Regions from separate parts of the Mus musculus genome. Here region 2 is linked to region 1. The links are chromatin contacts, called in public HiChIP or PLAC-seq maps. All regions are on one chromosome and are shown on one strand. The core of a region is the stretch at or near the end of the contact, and the rest is flanking DNA. Distances in the headings are between cores, read along the strand shown. Region 1 has its middle 51 kb from the start of Gm34177. Region 2 has its middle 53 kb from the start of Gm39724.

Evidence for each region. HiChIP or PLAC-seq counts read pairs in DNA pulled down with a chosen protein or histone mark.
Region 2: an H3K27ac HiChIP or PLAC-seq map of T-cell acute lymphoblastic leukemia shows a contact between it and region 1, with 6 times the contacts expected there. The contact joins two enhancer-like sites.

The regions. Positions count from the first base shown.
Region 1 is chr1:184,274,417-184,282,131 of GRCm38.p6, reverse strand. No RefSeq gene overlaps it. Among named protein-coding and RNA genes, the nearest start is that of Gm34177, 51 kb to the left of the region's middle. Within about 2 kb of position 4,926, at least 46 of the 459 cell types and tissues checked have an H3K27ac peak or open chromatin away from gene starts, as enhancers often do. A contact at or near this core is called in T-cell acute lymphoblastic leukemia, where this site is marked.
Region 2 is chr1:183,680,378-183,688,092 of GRCm38.p6, reverse strand. No RefSeq gene overlaps it. Among named protein-coding and RNA genes, the nearest start is that of Gm39724, 53 kb to the right of the region's middle. Within about 2 kb of position 3,067, at least 4 of the 459 cell types and tissues checked have an H3K27ac peak or open chromatin away from gene starts, as enhancers often do. A contact at or near this core is called in T-cell acute lymphoblastic leukemia, where this site is marked.

The DNA of each region.
Region 1 (7,715 bases), core at 3,677-6,176:
GAGAAAGAAAGAGAATTCCATTTGGACAAAATGCAGGGCCTTGGGATATGATGGTTCTGGAATTTTCCTTAGCGTTCTCAAACTGAGAGTCCAGGCACCTGCTTATGGGTGGTGCTGCAGCGGCTGTGTGTCTGCCTCTGTTTGCTCTTAGATTTATAGTCAGATGACTCCATCCTGTCGGGCAGACTTTGCCTCTCCTTGGAAGGAAGTGGAAGTCAGTCAGAGCATTGAGGGATAAACAAGGCTCATGCAGAGGTTGAGAGCAAGTTCTAGAATCAGATTAAATCCTCTCTCACCCCTTTCTAATTTCAGGACAGTGGTTATCGAGTGCGTATGGACATTTCTTCATGTGAAGGTTATTTGTCATAGGTTACACAAGCAGGCACAGATTCCCCTGGTCACTGGAACCACAGCCTTTGAAATATCTTCTTGACTGTCTCCCACTCTGACCTGGCCTTATCAACAGGCTTGATTTGGTCAATGAGATGTTAACAAATGTAATTCAAAGAAAAGCTTACAGTACATTTTCTTGTAGGTTCAGTGCTCTCTTACTGGGCTAGGAAGTCACTTAAACACCATAGGAGTGGGGTGCACTCAAGGGTGTCATATTGGCAAGGGAACAGCAATGTCTTTTATGGCATTAAGAAAGAAAAGACAGAGTCTGCACACAGATTTCCTCCTAGGATTTAATAACTGTATTATACCAAGATTAATTTTTAAGAGAGGATTTCTAAAAATTGGCTTTGGCTTCTCTATGTATGAATTCTGACAGCCTGAATCAGGTGTTCATATAGCTGAGGAAATTAAATCCACACCTATCTTAATTTAATCAGATTTCTATTACCTGTTGACAATCTGGGCATACACTTCATTTGTACAGAGCTGCCAATGGCTATGTGCATTTCTTGATGCAGACTCAGAGCCTCTGAAAGATCACATAAATCTCCAGCAGGGTCTTTGGAAGCACCTATAATCCAACACTCAGATTTTTGTAGCCCAGTATTTATGCATGTTCTTACTTGGCCTGACAAAACTGTAAATCAGAAAGTTCAGTTGAGGCAAATGTTTGCCACCAAATGCTTTCAGAATTTTGGAAATGCTGACAAGAGACTGCTGGCAAGCATGTAGCTCTGGATCTTAAGAGTAAAAGTTTTCCTTTGAGAACTGGCAAGATTATATTGCTTGGATTTGGTAAGTTTGGGGCCATTGCTACATAACCTTGAATGCTCAAGACTCTTAAATTAAGATAGACCAAAGGAGCAGAGACATAGCTAGTTACATTGTCTAAGATATGTAGTCTCAAGCCTCATTGAACTACAGCCCACCCCCCACCCCCCACCCCCACCCCCACCCCCCACCCCCCACCCCCCACCCCCCACCCCCCACCCCCCACCCCCAGAGGGAAATGCTTCATCTATTCCACTCTAATTAGGCAGGGAGGAGGGGGCGGGTCAAGGAAGGGGAAAAGAGGAAATAGGAAAGAAGAAAGAAAGGGGAAAGGGAGAAAAAAAAGGAATGATGGAAGTCAGGGAAGACAAAAAGGAAAGAACTAGATGACTGGTCAGGCAGAGGGCTGTGTAGGAAAAATGCTAGAGACAGATGGACAGATGGACACCTAGTGGAACAGAGACTGGAATTTTCTAGGCTGTCTCAACGGCTATAGCAGACTTGTGACTTTTGTTACTCCAGCACAATGAAATAGGCTTTACAATATCAGCTCTGCCTCCCTTCTACATGCTCAGTGAGAAGGAATTTCTGTCATTGCCTGTTTCTCAGAGACCCCAGGCTTAATCGACTGCAAACTTGGTCAACGAAAATGCTTTCTACTCAGAGCTGAGAGGAACCAGAGAGCTCCAAGGTTGAGAGACACAGTAACCATCAATTTTACAAAGTGTGTGTTTGATCAGAAACACAAACCAATGGATGAATCATTCTTAACATCTTCAAAGAAATATCTACTGGAGAACTCTAAGTCCTTATTTTTAGATTAGAGGTGAGAGGTTATACACTTCCAGTTGCTAGCAGGACATGAACAGTTGGATAATTTCTTTATCAGCATCGTGACTCGGAGTCCCATACAAACCCCTAGGGTGTTTCAGACTTGGTGTCTAACTCCACTACTGAAGATAATGGGCAGTAATCAAACTGATATTTTTCACTTTTCACTAGAACAAAGAAACCTGTTTAATGCTACACCTGAAGTTACACAGGTGGCTTGCTGGGACAGCCAGTGGCAGTCCCATGGCTCTGCCTGCCTCCCGTGACTCCTGTGTGCAGGAACAGCACATGGCATGTCAACAACCACCTTTATTTTATTTTGCTTTGTCGTCCGTGGTTAATATTTCCTGGCACACCAGGAAGCAATGGCATCTTGAGGCACAGGCTTCCTTCTCTTACTGATGGCCGTTTTGATGTCAAATACCCCAAGATTTTTAAACACGCATCCCTTTTCATCATGACTGTCCTGGGAACCATTTACATTAGCAATACTGGAGACACCCCATCAACTCTTCCCCAAGTCAGGTTCCTTTCAGCAGAGGGGTAATACGCCGGGCTTTGTTGTATTTCCTGTGTTGGGCCAATAATGGGGCTTTAGTGACCCTTGGTTGTTTTGAAGACGGATGACAGGTTTCCGGCAGCTCTTTCGACAAGCAGACAGCTGTAGAAACATCGCAGTAATGAAGCAAACATCTTCTGGTGCTCTGGGACACTCCTAAACATCCAGTATCCTTTTACTGCGGCTCTGGGGAATTTCCGACTGATCTGATCTAGACGAGCCACAAGAGGTTCTCATGGCTACTCCCTGGCCCTGAGACTAACTGTAGCCAGTCACTGCTTTTCACAACCTCCGTGGTTAGACAGCCTTTTCGGATTGGTCCTTCTGAGCTGATTATTTGGCCCCAGGCAACAGTTAAAGTGTACGGATTTGGTCACAATGGGAGGGGGTCCTGGGGACAACCTCTTCATAGAAAATCATTTTAGATATGATACTATGCCCTCGAATCACATGGGTACCAAGGAGTGAAGACTGAATAGTTACATTTTATCTTTTAGCGTTTAAATTTTTTTAGTGTTATCGTTTCAGTGTAGTTTTTAATTTCTTCTTAGAACTTTATACATGGGTTCTGTATTTAGATCATTGCCACCCCTCCATCTCCTTTTTCCAGTACCTCCTTGTGTTCTCCCAATCCCTCTCAAATTCATGACCTCTTCCTTAATTATTACACACACACACACACACACACACACACACACACACACACACACACACACACACACACTGTTTCTATCTCTCTTTGTCTCTCTCTCTCCCTGTCTCTCTGGGTGTGCATGTGCACATGCATGTGTGTTTCTGAGTATTAAACTCAGAGCCCTGCATACTCTAGGTAAATGCACTATAGTAGGCTAGTTCTTAGGCTTTTGTGCTCATTGGAAATTAGCCCACAGCACATCTCAGACTTCTGGGCTTCGAGATTTCAAACCACTCAAATACCACTGCTGTGGCTTCAACTCCTGGTGGTTATCCTGGTCCCCTTGGACTTGGAGTGATACTGAGGTAACCTTGGATGGACTCCGTGTCACTTCTGTGTCTTCACTTGTTGTGTGGGTCTTTTGTGCTTTGTCTTGTTGGACTTCAATCCCTCCAGAATCTAAGGCTGATCTGGATTAGTCTGGGCTGGGCTCCATCACATGCAATGATTGTTGGGAGAGTAAGACTGTGAGAAGAGTCCTGGGTGAGAAATACACAAGCAGCCCTACCCCAGGTTTTACCATAGAGGAAGTAGGCCCTTTCTACCTGTCTTAGTTCATGAATCAGACTTACTTTCTGATAAAGTATGCTAAGAACTCGCAGGCTGGGCATGCACTCAGTTGGCAATGTACTCCCTATCATGAACAAAGCCACGGGTTCCATCCCCAGCACTACACAAACCATATACACAGCCCTAGCACCCAGGGGATGAGACCAGAGGATCAGAAGTTCAAGGTCATCCATGCCTACGCCGTGAGTTCAAGACCAGCCCAGGCTACACAAGACCCTGTCTCAAAGGGAAAAAAAAACCCAAACAGCAGCAACTCTATGAACTTGGAAGCTGAGTGTGGTGATGCATTCCAGATGTTGAGGCAGGAGGATGGCCAACAGTTTTAGGCTAGTCAGGGGGTATACAGCAAGACCTTGTCTTAATAAAGCAAAACAAACCCAATCCCAACAACCACTTTGACTGCTGTCCGTCAGATGTCACATATCTCTTGCGCCTGCTCCTTTCCCGTCCTTCTCCACCATCAATGCCACGTCCACCCTGGCAGAGCATCACAGTCATGAGACTAGGTCAATCTAGCATCTCCAAGATCTCCTCTCAGTATCCCCTCTCACCCTTCCCAGACTCACTCTTGAACTTTGTCCAGCGTGATTTCAAAGCACAACAGTGTCAACCACCTTCTGTGCCAGTGGCACGGATTGTGTCACCTCCCTCTTCACACTCTTCCTGTTTTTCTCATAGCTTGTAGAATCAGGGGAAACTGATTTTAAATGGGAAGGGCTGTCCTGCAGCTATCTTTCAAGCCCACCACACAGCATCTCCTCCAGCTCTCTGTCCCTGGCCCTCTGTTCTCATCTCAAGGACTTAACACACAGTGTGCCCTTTTCCAAATGTCTTTCCCTCCCTAAGCAGTTGTTTTTCCATGTGATTATGATTAAATACTTGACAACTTAAGGTGAGAGAAGGAGATTAATTTGCCTTCTAGGTCAAGGACATGTACCCATCATGGGAAGGAAGGTACATTGGCTGGCAGGAGTGGGAAGCAGTTGGTTGATCACATTGAGTTTGTCTTCCAGAAACACAGAGAAGGCAGGAAGTGAGCTGGGCTAAGAAACCTCAAGACCCACCCTGAGTCATTCATTAATCTAGATCTGGCCTGAAACCTGCTCCAAGCTGCCGACCACACCTCCAAACACAAGAGTCTATGACAGACTTTCAAGCCACAGCAGCTCCGTTCCTCTCTGAAGTAACCACTAATGATCTTTAGACCTCACTGTAAGCACAAACTTCAGTGCAGTGCTCCCTCCCTTCACAGCCTGGAAGGCTCATGTGTGACAGTGTAGACTAACAGTATCCTTGCTCCACAAGCTCTTGACCTCTGTGAGTTGCCTTTATTCATCACGCCAATCCCAGCATAATGTCTGGCAGGCAGTGCTTGGGAAAAAAATTATTAAATACACAAGCAAATGTTTGTTTGTTTGTTTGCTTGCTTGCTGTAAGCATAGTTTGTATTATGAACTGGCCTCAGCCAATCAGCATCACACAGCCATTAAGGACATTTTACTTGTTTATATATTTATTTGTGTATCTTCTGTAAATTATGTTCACTAAAAAATCATCTCAGTAGGCACTGGCTTGCTGAAGGTGGGAGGACCAGTGATTTCTATTGACCCTTACCTACAGATGACTATGAGGTCAAATCCCAGACCAAACTCTACAACAAAAATCCCAGCCAAATGATTCTGTGGATGTCATATGATGTCCAGAACTAAAGTCTGTCCTCTCTTCTCATCCCATACAAGTACTTCAGAGTAAGACTGAGGCAAATGAATTCAAGAGTATCCTTTACAGCTTAAATCGGGTGTTTCATAGGAGAGAATTTACTCTGGATTGTACAATCAGGCTAATTGGCATTCTAGAGTTCTCCATCTAAACACATGGGGTTTCTTTTCAGCAAAGCATTAGAAACCTACGAGTTCTTATGCTCCTGACCATTCCTTCATCTGGGCTTTTGGGTTTTGCCCAAGTTCCCATCTCTGAGATTAAAAGGAGCAGTAAATAGCAGAACCTTTCCTGTGTATACGTGCTCTGGAGGGGGTGGGGGGAAGCAAACTAATCGGCACTGCCCTCATTTTCAAAAAATTCAAAGTCATTGTTCCCTCACTGCATAACAGCGCCTCAAAACAATCCAGATAATTAAGATTTATTGCAATCACCCCCCCAAGCACCTGAGGCCGAGACTCCTTGAGCTCACCATGAGTCATCGTAACTTGTTTGTACAATAAGGATCGGAAAAACAAGCTCATATCTCCCTCTCACACAGTGATAAGGTGACACACACTTAATCAAGAATAAGGCCACTGACGTAACTCGGAGGCCAGTTCCTAGTGCAATGACTGGAGTGTCCAAAGGGGACACCGGACAAACACACTTCAGGGGGAATGTGTAATAACCATTCAGACTAGACGAGTGCTTCATGACTGTGTCCTCTTAAGGGGCATTTGATAATGTCACTGGACATTTACTGGGTGGATTGCTACTGGCTATATACAAGGCTTAGAGCATCATGCAGTGCCTGAATGGACCACAGAGGAGGAACACACCCTCAGTCACCCCAACATGGAACCACATCTCCAGATGTCAAGAGAGATGCTCCTGGGAGTGCCTGGCTCAGGAGGTGGGTGAGGATGCCTGGCACTCACAGTGCAGGTGATGCACACAACACCTGGGAGCCCAGAACTAAGGTCTTCCTGCTCCATTCCACTCTCACTGCTCAGTGCGGAGCGGAGTTTAGTCTCCTGGTGACACAACCTGAAAACAAATGACCGATGAACTCCAGAGTGATGAAAGAAAACACTGGGACCAGCTTAGAGTTTTTAGACTTTGAACCTGTGCTCATCATTTCCTTGTTGCTGTTATTACCACTGTCCTTTCCTCCCCATCCTCCCCCACCCTCCTCCTCCTCCTCTCCACCCTCCTCCTCCTCCCTGCCCTCCTCCTCTCCATCCTCCTCCTCCCTCCCATTAGGCTTCCTATCTCAACCACTGCATGATCTTCTCCGTTTCTCTGTGCTCATTCATAGACGCAAATATGTATTAGTATACATATATATTGTTTTATTCACAATTTTCTACAGCTTGCTTTTCTCATTCACAAATACTTCGCAAGACATCTCTCCAAGCTAGCCTTCCCATAGTATTACTACCATGATTTATTCCGTCATTTCCCTGCTGATGACTCTTTATTTCCCTATATAGTTTTTTGCATGGTGAAACACTAAAATCATGAGGTTCTATAAAAAGCATTATGCTGTGATGTTTTTTGTTTTTATCTGATTGGGTTTTAGGCTTGAGGCTGCATACTTGAGACTTTGGGGGACCGAAGGTAAATCCAGAGCGGAAATGACCTTCTCAGCCGTCTTGGCTAGGATTTCTATTGCTATGATGAAACACCACGACCAAGCAGCAAGGCGGGGAGGAGAGGGTTTATTTGACTTTCATTTCCTCATCACAGCTCAACACTAAAGGAACTCAAACAAGGCAGGAACCAGGAGGCAGGAGCTGATGCCCAGGCCATGGAGAAGTGCTGCTTACTGGCCTGCTCAGCCTGCTTTCTTATAGAATCCCAGGATCACCAGCCCAGCGATGGCACCAACCAATGTAGGCTCCACCTCCTCTACCCACCCCCACCCCACACACCCCTGCACACCCAGTAAATTGCCAGTTAAGAAAATGACTTGGGGCTGGAGAGATGGCTTAGGGGTTAAAAGCACTGAATGTTCTTCCAGAGATTCTGAGTTCAAGTCCCAGCAACCATATGGTGGCCCACAGCCATCTGTAATGGGATCTGATGCCCTTTTCTGGTGTGTCTGAAGAGAGCTACAGTGCACTCATATAAATAAAAGAAATAAATCTATTTTAAAAAATTTAAAAAGCTGGGCAGTGGTGGCACATGCCT
Region 2 (7,715 bases), core at 1,818-4,317, 590 kb after region 1:
TCAAAGGATGAGGCTTTGTCTCTTTAGCAGAGAATTTACAAGTCCAAAGGAGCCCCTCATCACACTAACCCTATTTAAATAGATTCATATTTTAAAGTTGAGAGAGAGGAATAGGCTGTGAGGTCAAGGTCACAACCTCCCGCTCCTTCTCTCCTTCCCCCTCACTGCAAAATCCAGATCAGATGTTCTGATCCACCCCACTGGGTTGGATTCAACCCTTGTCAACACGGGGCCAGGCTTTCTCAGATGGTCCATGAGGCCATACCGGTAAGAGTTCTCAGAATCACTGGTCAAGAGGAGAAACCTAACAACGAAGACCTCACAGACACCAGAAAAGAATCTATTCCTTTAAATCTTGCCATTTAATCTTAGAGGAGGAAGCCTGAACAAGAAAGGAGTAAACCCCACAGGAAATGAGTATGCTTCAAAGACCATCCAACTTCTACCTAAAAGCTAATATCCTCTACATGTTGGCAAGATGCACCTCCTACAGTTTCGATATTTAACCAGAGGAATATGTACTAAAGACTTGGTCCTGAGGACTTGGGGTCTTGTGGGAAATTCCTTGATATTGTGTGGCCTTGAAGGACTTAAGGACAGTGACTCCTTCCTCTTCCTCTTCCTCTTCCTCTTCCTTGCTTTTTTGTTTCTGCTTTTTCCCTTCCTGACTCATGGGGAAGCGAGGATGCTCTTCTACCACACACTCCTTCCAGAGTGCGCTTCCTAACTACAGGCCCACAGCAATGGGATCAACCGAGCACAGTTTACAACCTCCATAAAACTGAGAAGCAAAATCATTCTTTTCTCTTTGTAAGTCATTTGTCTCAGATATTCTGCTATAGTGACAGGAATTTCCCCAGAGCTTTTCTCTTTGAGAATCTTTGATGTCAATAAGCATGATCTAGAAGTCAAAGGGATCCTACCTCAGATTGCTTCTAAAACACAACATGGACTGGGCATGTAGCTCTGTGCAGTGTTTGCCCAGCATGGATGAGGCCATACATCTACTCTCCCACCTTTCCACTCACAAGTACTAAGAAAAATAAACCAAGTCCAACACATTCTGAAAATACTTTTCCTGGGCTCAGGAAGCCACACATGAACTTTCCTGGACTCTCTGTCTCAGTCTTCTTTTGTCTTCACCCTCCCACGCAGTGCCCAGTGCCCAAGGATAAGTTAGAACCTGACCACTGTGCCCATTTCCTCACAACCTAGGCAGAGGAAATATGACCAGCCCATTGGGCCCTAGATATTTTCCTGTGTCTCAATCCCTAGGTATCAGGCATTACGGAAGCTCAATGCTACCATCAACTAAATGCTGTGCACGTTCCTAAGAGGTTGTAAGGACTAGGGAAATGTATTCACCAGGTTGTACGCAATAGTGAATGGACTCACCCAGTTGTGAGGAATAGTGAATTCCTAGAATGTGTTCACCAGGTTGCAAGGACTAGTGAATGTATTCACCAGATTGTGAGGAATAGTGAATAGGAATACTCACCAGGTCACCATGTTTTCCTCCAGGTGATGTACAAAATGTGTTGCTAGTCATTAGGTTCATTGTAATTCATCTAAAATAGTATCCAGATGAAGCTCACTATTTTATCTAGATGATTGCATAGTTTAAGACATATCTGAAGCCAAGTCTAGGAGATTCTGTGTATATTCATTCTTAGACTGGTTGGAAGGCCACACACGCCTACGTCTCCACTTCATTTTTTTTTCATTTCTCCAAGAAAACCTCTCCTTGGTTTCATTCCAAACTTCTAAGCTTTTTTGACATAGTGTCAACTTTAGCTCAACCCTCACCACATGGAAGAGAGTGTCCAGAAATGGCTTGCAGATGAAAATCATTAAGTACTAGAACGTTCCAGCGACCCACTGACAACCTTCTCCAGAGGGATGTTTAACCACACATCCCCTAGACTTACTGGAGTGAGGGAAGTATCTCTCTTGTGTTTCTCATTTCTCCATTCCTAATCGAGACAGAAATATCCAAGAATTTTGTGGAGAAAAAAAAAATTCAGAGTTCCAAAAATGTAATAGTCAAATATATTGCTGTCTTTGTGGGTCTTTTTATGTTTGAAAGTATATGAGTTTAGACAATGGCTAATAAGTGTTTCAGATGTCAGGGTGAAGTCAGAATATGTTTGACTTTGAAGCATTTATAGTCTAGTAAGAAATATAGTTTAAGTTTTATCCTCAAATATGTATATCAATATATACTGGGAAGTTTCCAAGGTTGGAACTTGAGAGTGTTGGTAACTGGGATCTATGAGACAGAGAAAATCAGCAGAGAAGAAAAAAGAACATTTATTGAGCAACTACATCTCATGAGGATTTTCTCCTAATCTCATACCAAGTCTTCACAGTCAAGAGAAACTGAGATCTGAGTCAAGACTCACGGAGCCCACAACCCCAGCTGTGACACACAAATGACACACACTGTTACACTTACGTTATTGAGATATTATCCTTTGTATCACGGGGACTTCCCACGGTGAATGGTCATATACAAATAGTGGGGAATGTCAGAATTATACTGTCAGCATACCCTAGAGGCAAGGGTGTCCATACTCTGTCAGAATAACTGCAAAAGTCTTAACACTGACTGAGATAGCCCCAAAGTAAGTAACCCCAAAGTAAGTAACATTATAATCAGCCAACTGGAGCTGATTTTCATTCCTGCTAAGATGTTTTCAACAACCTGCCCACTTTACTACCCTTTAGAAAAACCTAACTAATTAATTGACAAAAGCTATGGAAACTCTCTAACAAACCAAATCTTCTGTGCAGCCCCAATATAATAAGCAATATAAGTGAAACTGCTCTGGGGGAGGCAAAGTAAAGATGCATTGCTTCTGCCTGGCTCTGCCCGAACACCCAACAGTCCCCAGGCCTCTGCCTTTGAACCTCAGGAGGTTTGAATACTATGCCACCTAGTACTGCTGTAGAAATAATTACTCTAGGAACTACAAGTTGACTGTCAGGAAATAGCACAGTCAGGACTTAAACGCCCTAGAATAACCAACACCTCCATTGCCTGGCCTCAACAGAAGAGACGAAACCACAACAAAGAATGTAACGAAGATTCTGATGCCCTTAATCTCCTGATACCAGAAAGCCTGAAGGCAGGCTCCCATGCCTAAAGTCTAGTTCCAAAGCAATTCTCTACAAGTATGGATAACCGGGGGAGTCAAACCATTTATATTCAAGCATCAGCATGAATATAAAAATGAACTTGATGTTATCCTAATTAAAGTATCAATTTAGACTATATCATTTCAAGTGCAATGAAGCAGAGCTGAAATTGGAAAGTTAATTATGATCCATCTTTATTATTCTGATTTGGAGTTTACAGCTGCTTAGAAATTAAAATAGAAAAAAAAAAGAGAGAGAGAGAGAGTGAAACAGAGGACTACAGCTTGGTTCTAAAATGTCCTCCAGATTGGTGTGTTAACAGCTGGGTCCCAGCAGAATGGATCCTTTAAGATGTGGTGCCTAATGAAAAGTCCTCAGGTCACATGGGTATCCCTGGAAAGGTTAAAAGAAGCCTGCCTACTTTCTCTTTTTCATCCCAGCTTCGCCATGCTGTCTTTCCTCTCAGGGAGTAACGTTAGGCCTCAAAGCAATGGAGCCCATGGAAGATGGGTTGGAATTTCCAAGATCATAAGCCGAAATAGCGTTTTTCTTCCCCACAAGTTTCTTGCAGCCATCTTTTACGGTGATAAAAGGCTGACTGTAACAAAAGCATAACCAGAAAGCTGGGAAGTCGGAAGGCTTCATATTTAGAAAATGTAAAAGGAACACAGTTTCTCAGAGCAGGAAATGGGGGGTCTCCTTTGGCCCATGTCTCTGGCAGTGTTAGGTATCTCATGATAGGCAAGTAGAGATTTAATAGGGGTGGAAATAGAACAGGCTGTCCTGCGACCTCCAGATGATTGGCATATATTTTCTCCTAGTTGAATTTCCAACCTATCTTTTGGATTTCAAATAACCCCACCTAGAATTTGGTCACTGAGTTCTCAACAGAAATAAAAGTAGAGTCATGAAGACTGGCAGGCCAACTAGATTTAAAAAAAAAAAAGCTATAAAGTAACTAGATGAACCAACTACAAACTACTTATTAGTGAACTCAACATTAATAAAAATCAGAGAGATCAAGGGAAAAACCTAATGATGCAACTTTCAGCCAAATAGACTATGAAAAACTCAAGATGATATTAGTCCAAGGCGGGGATGTAGAGTTTTCATCTGGGGCATTAAGAAGGATGAAGTTGCTTTCACTTGAGATCTAGAAAGATATGAGGGCAGGTTTGTGAAAGAAACTACAGAATTCTGGTTTGAGCATCATAACTTTGAGGTGTGTCTACAGGAGAGCCAAAGTGGCAAAGCCAGGCAGGTGACTGGTTATGCAAGACTAAGGACTAAGTTAGAATTTAAGCAAGAGATATAAATTTAACTATTACTAATCTGGAGATGGTGTTTAAAATCCATGAGCTTAGATTAGCACACCAAGCCAATAAATGTGGATGAAATAGAGAATAAGATCTAAGACTGAGTCTAGAGAGATGACTCAGCAGCTAAGAGCTCCTATTGTTCTTCTGAAGGACCCAAATTCAATTCCCAAGACCCACATCGAGCAGCTAACAACCACCTATAACTCTAGTTCCAGGGACCTGATAACCTCTTCTAGTCTCTGAGGCCTTGCACAACACATACAGACACACACACACACACACACACGTGCACATTAAAATAAATAAAATAAATCCCTTTTTTAAAAAGACCAAAAGCACTGCTGGTGAACACTTCTAATCCCAATGCTCTGGAGGCAGAGACAGGCAGATCTCTGTGAGTTCAAGGCTAGCCTGATCTACAGAAAGAGTTCCATCAAAAAAATCTCACACATCTCAAAAATATTAACCCAGAATTGCTCCTGTATAAAGGAAATTCAGGGACAAAATGTGGAGCAGAAACTGAAAGAAAGGCCATCCAGAGACTGCCCCACCTAGGGATCCATCCCATATGCAGACAACAAACCCCAACACTATTGCTGATACCAACAAGCACTTGCTGACAGGAGTCTGATACAGCTGTCTCCTGAGAAGCTGTGCCAGAGCCTGATCAATACAGATGTGGATGCCTTGACTGGTACTGAATCTTGGCCAAAATATCTTTCACTAAAAGAAATCTGTTTGTTATAGAAGTTTTTAGCCAGGCAGACCTTCACAGTTAAGTATTATACAAAAGAAGTGGTCTTCTTTAAAAATTCTCAAGGTAAATTCCCCACCCTTGAAATTCTGAATTATTTGCTTTTTATTGTTTTAATTTGATTATTTTTTCTGAATTATTGCTTGTTTTTGTTTTAATTTGATTGTTTTGATTGGTGACAGAAAATAGTTTCTATAACCCTTTAATTTTATAGAAAGAAATAAATATTTTATTATAATTTTTGTATATTCCCCAGGGGAGCGAAGTGGTACAGTTGACAGATAAAGCAACACCATGGACATATGAAAACACGTGATTGAAAAGTGGATCCAGGGAAATCGTAGGGCAGCTGTCTTAGTTAGGGTTCCATTACTGTGACCATGACCACAGCAACTCATAAAAGAAAACATTTAATTGGGGATGGTTTATAGATTCTGACCTTTACTTCATTACATTCATGGCAGGAAACATGGCACCATCTAGGCAGAAACAGTGCTGGAGAAGGAGCTGAGAGTTCTACATCTTGATCTGCAGGCAGCAGAAGGAGACTATGTGACACACTGGGCATAGCTTGAGCATAGGAGATGTCAAAGCCTGCCTCCACAGTGACACACTTCCTCCAACAAGGCCACACCTTCTAATAGTGCCACTCCTTGAAGGAGGGAACTCACATGAGCTGCCGTGATGATGGAAGAAACTGAGATGAAGACAATTCAGAGTCTGTCTGGCGTGAATAGAATAATCTCTATGTTCACCTATGAGCAGTTCCAGAAGCTAAGAAAGTACTTCCAGATAGACTGGTTCCCTAAGGAGGCAATTCTGCAGGCCTTGGCTGAGGAACTCAAACTGCCCAAAGAAGTCATCAGCTACTGGTTCTTCAAGCAGCGTCAAAGAGAGATGAGGCACAGGCAGTTTTTGAAGGGCTACAAGGGTTGGATAACACGCTGTCGTCACTACTGTACAACAAGAAGGACCACCAGGCAGAAGAACTCCGAGGAGTGCTCTCAGAATGACCCTGGACTCCCCGAAGCGTTGGAAGCCTTGAAGAGTCTCAAGCTCTCTTCTGGGTACCAAAGCAGAGATGCAATGTCACAGGATTTCTGACTTTTCAACTTCCTTGTTGGGGCAGGGGTCTGTTGGGATTTATGTCTATGGAAGAAGGTACATTAATAATAATGCTTGCATTCATAGAATCGATTAAAAAAATGAACCAAGCATTCAAGCACGTGAGTCTGTGGGGGCCATACCTATTCAAACCACCACACCAGCATAAAGTATAAACAAATGAAAGACTATAGAATATACACAGAAGCAAAAAAATTAAAATTAAAATTTTAAAAAAATTTTTTAAAAAGGACACTTAATACATTCTCCAGAAGTGGACAATAGACACCAGCAGGAAGACAGCTTTTTCTCTATAGCCAATGACTGACAGCATTTCAGTGCTAAAGATTATCCATCATTATCAAAGCTGCTGTGACAGAGCGGACCTTCGCCTGGGAGTCCAAAATGGAGTCCCTATTACTCTGTGATGAGCCTTGATTTTCATTTTATCTTTCTATTATACATCTATCCTCTTTCACTTAGAACAAAGAGATCTTCCACCTTCCATTTGCCTCACTAGCACCTAGGCCTGGCTTTGCATGTGTCTACTACAGCTGGGAGAAAGTGGTTTTCAAACCAGGACCGATGGCATTGTGTCCGGAGTCCACGGGAAACCCAGACAAGTCCAAGAATTGCAAAGTCCACTGCAACTCCCAAAAGAGTCTTTTATTGTTCCACATTGGAACTCGGATTGCCTGCCTCGAACTCACTGAGTGAATGCTGGCAAGCAACCCTGAGTTCAGAAAACACTGGGTTTATATACGGTATAGTTATGAATGTTCACAGAAAAGGGGAGTAAAGGGCTGTAATCATTTGGTGGAAAGGTACAGAAGTGGGAGGGGGTTAATGGGTGTCTGTTCAGGGACTAACTTCATAGCCAGTCATAACTGTCTCTGACCTGACCTCTGATTTCCCTTGAGCTTGTGATTTTTCTAAGGTCTCAAGGACAAGCACCCTGAAGAGTTCGGCTGTTTATCAAGAGTGTTGGAGACAAAAAGGCGGGGAGGATGTCTCAAGCTGTCCCCTCAAAATGTCTTCATTTAGGGGGAGTTTGATGGGTAGTGCCATTCTAACAATAGGGGAGGGGCCAAGGAGGAGTAGGCTTGCTGCAGGGGTGGGATGGTGGTGGTGGTGGCAGGGAACACAGAGGCAAACTGTACACACACTCAAGTCTCTCTAGTATCATTAATTTGGGGGTTACAACAATGGCAAGTTGGTGGCATGAAGGGAATCTGCACTTTGGGATGGGACCACTTTTTGTGCAGATGTTTCTATAACCCCAGACTCTCTACAGGACACTGCATGAGGGTAAGGTGGGAAAGCAGATCTCTTCTAAAGGAAACAGTTTTGTCTGTCAATCCCAGTTAAGATCGTTTCTGAGGCCTGCACTGCAGTTCTGT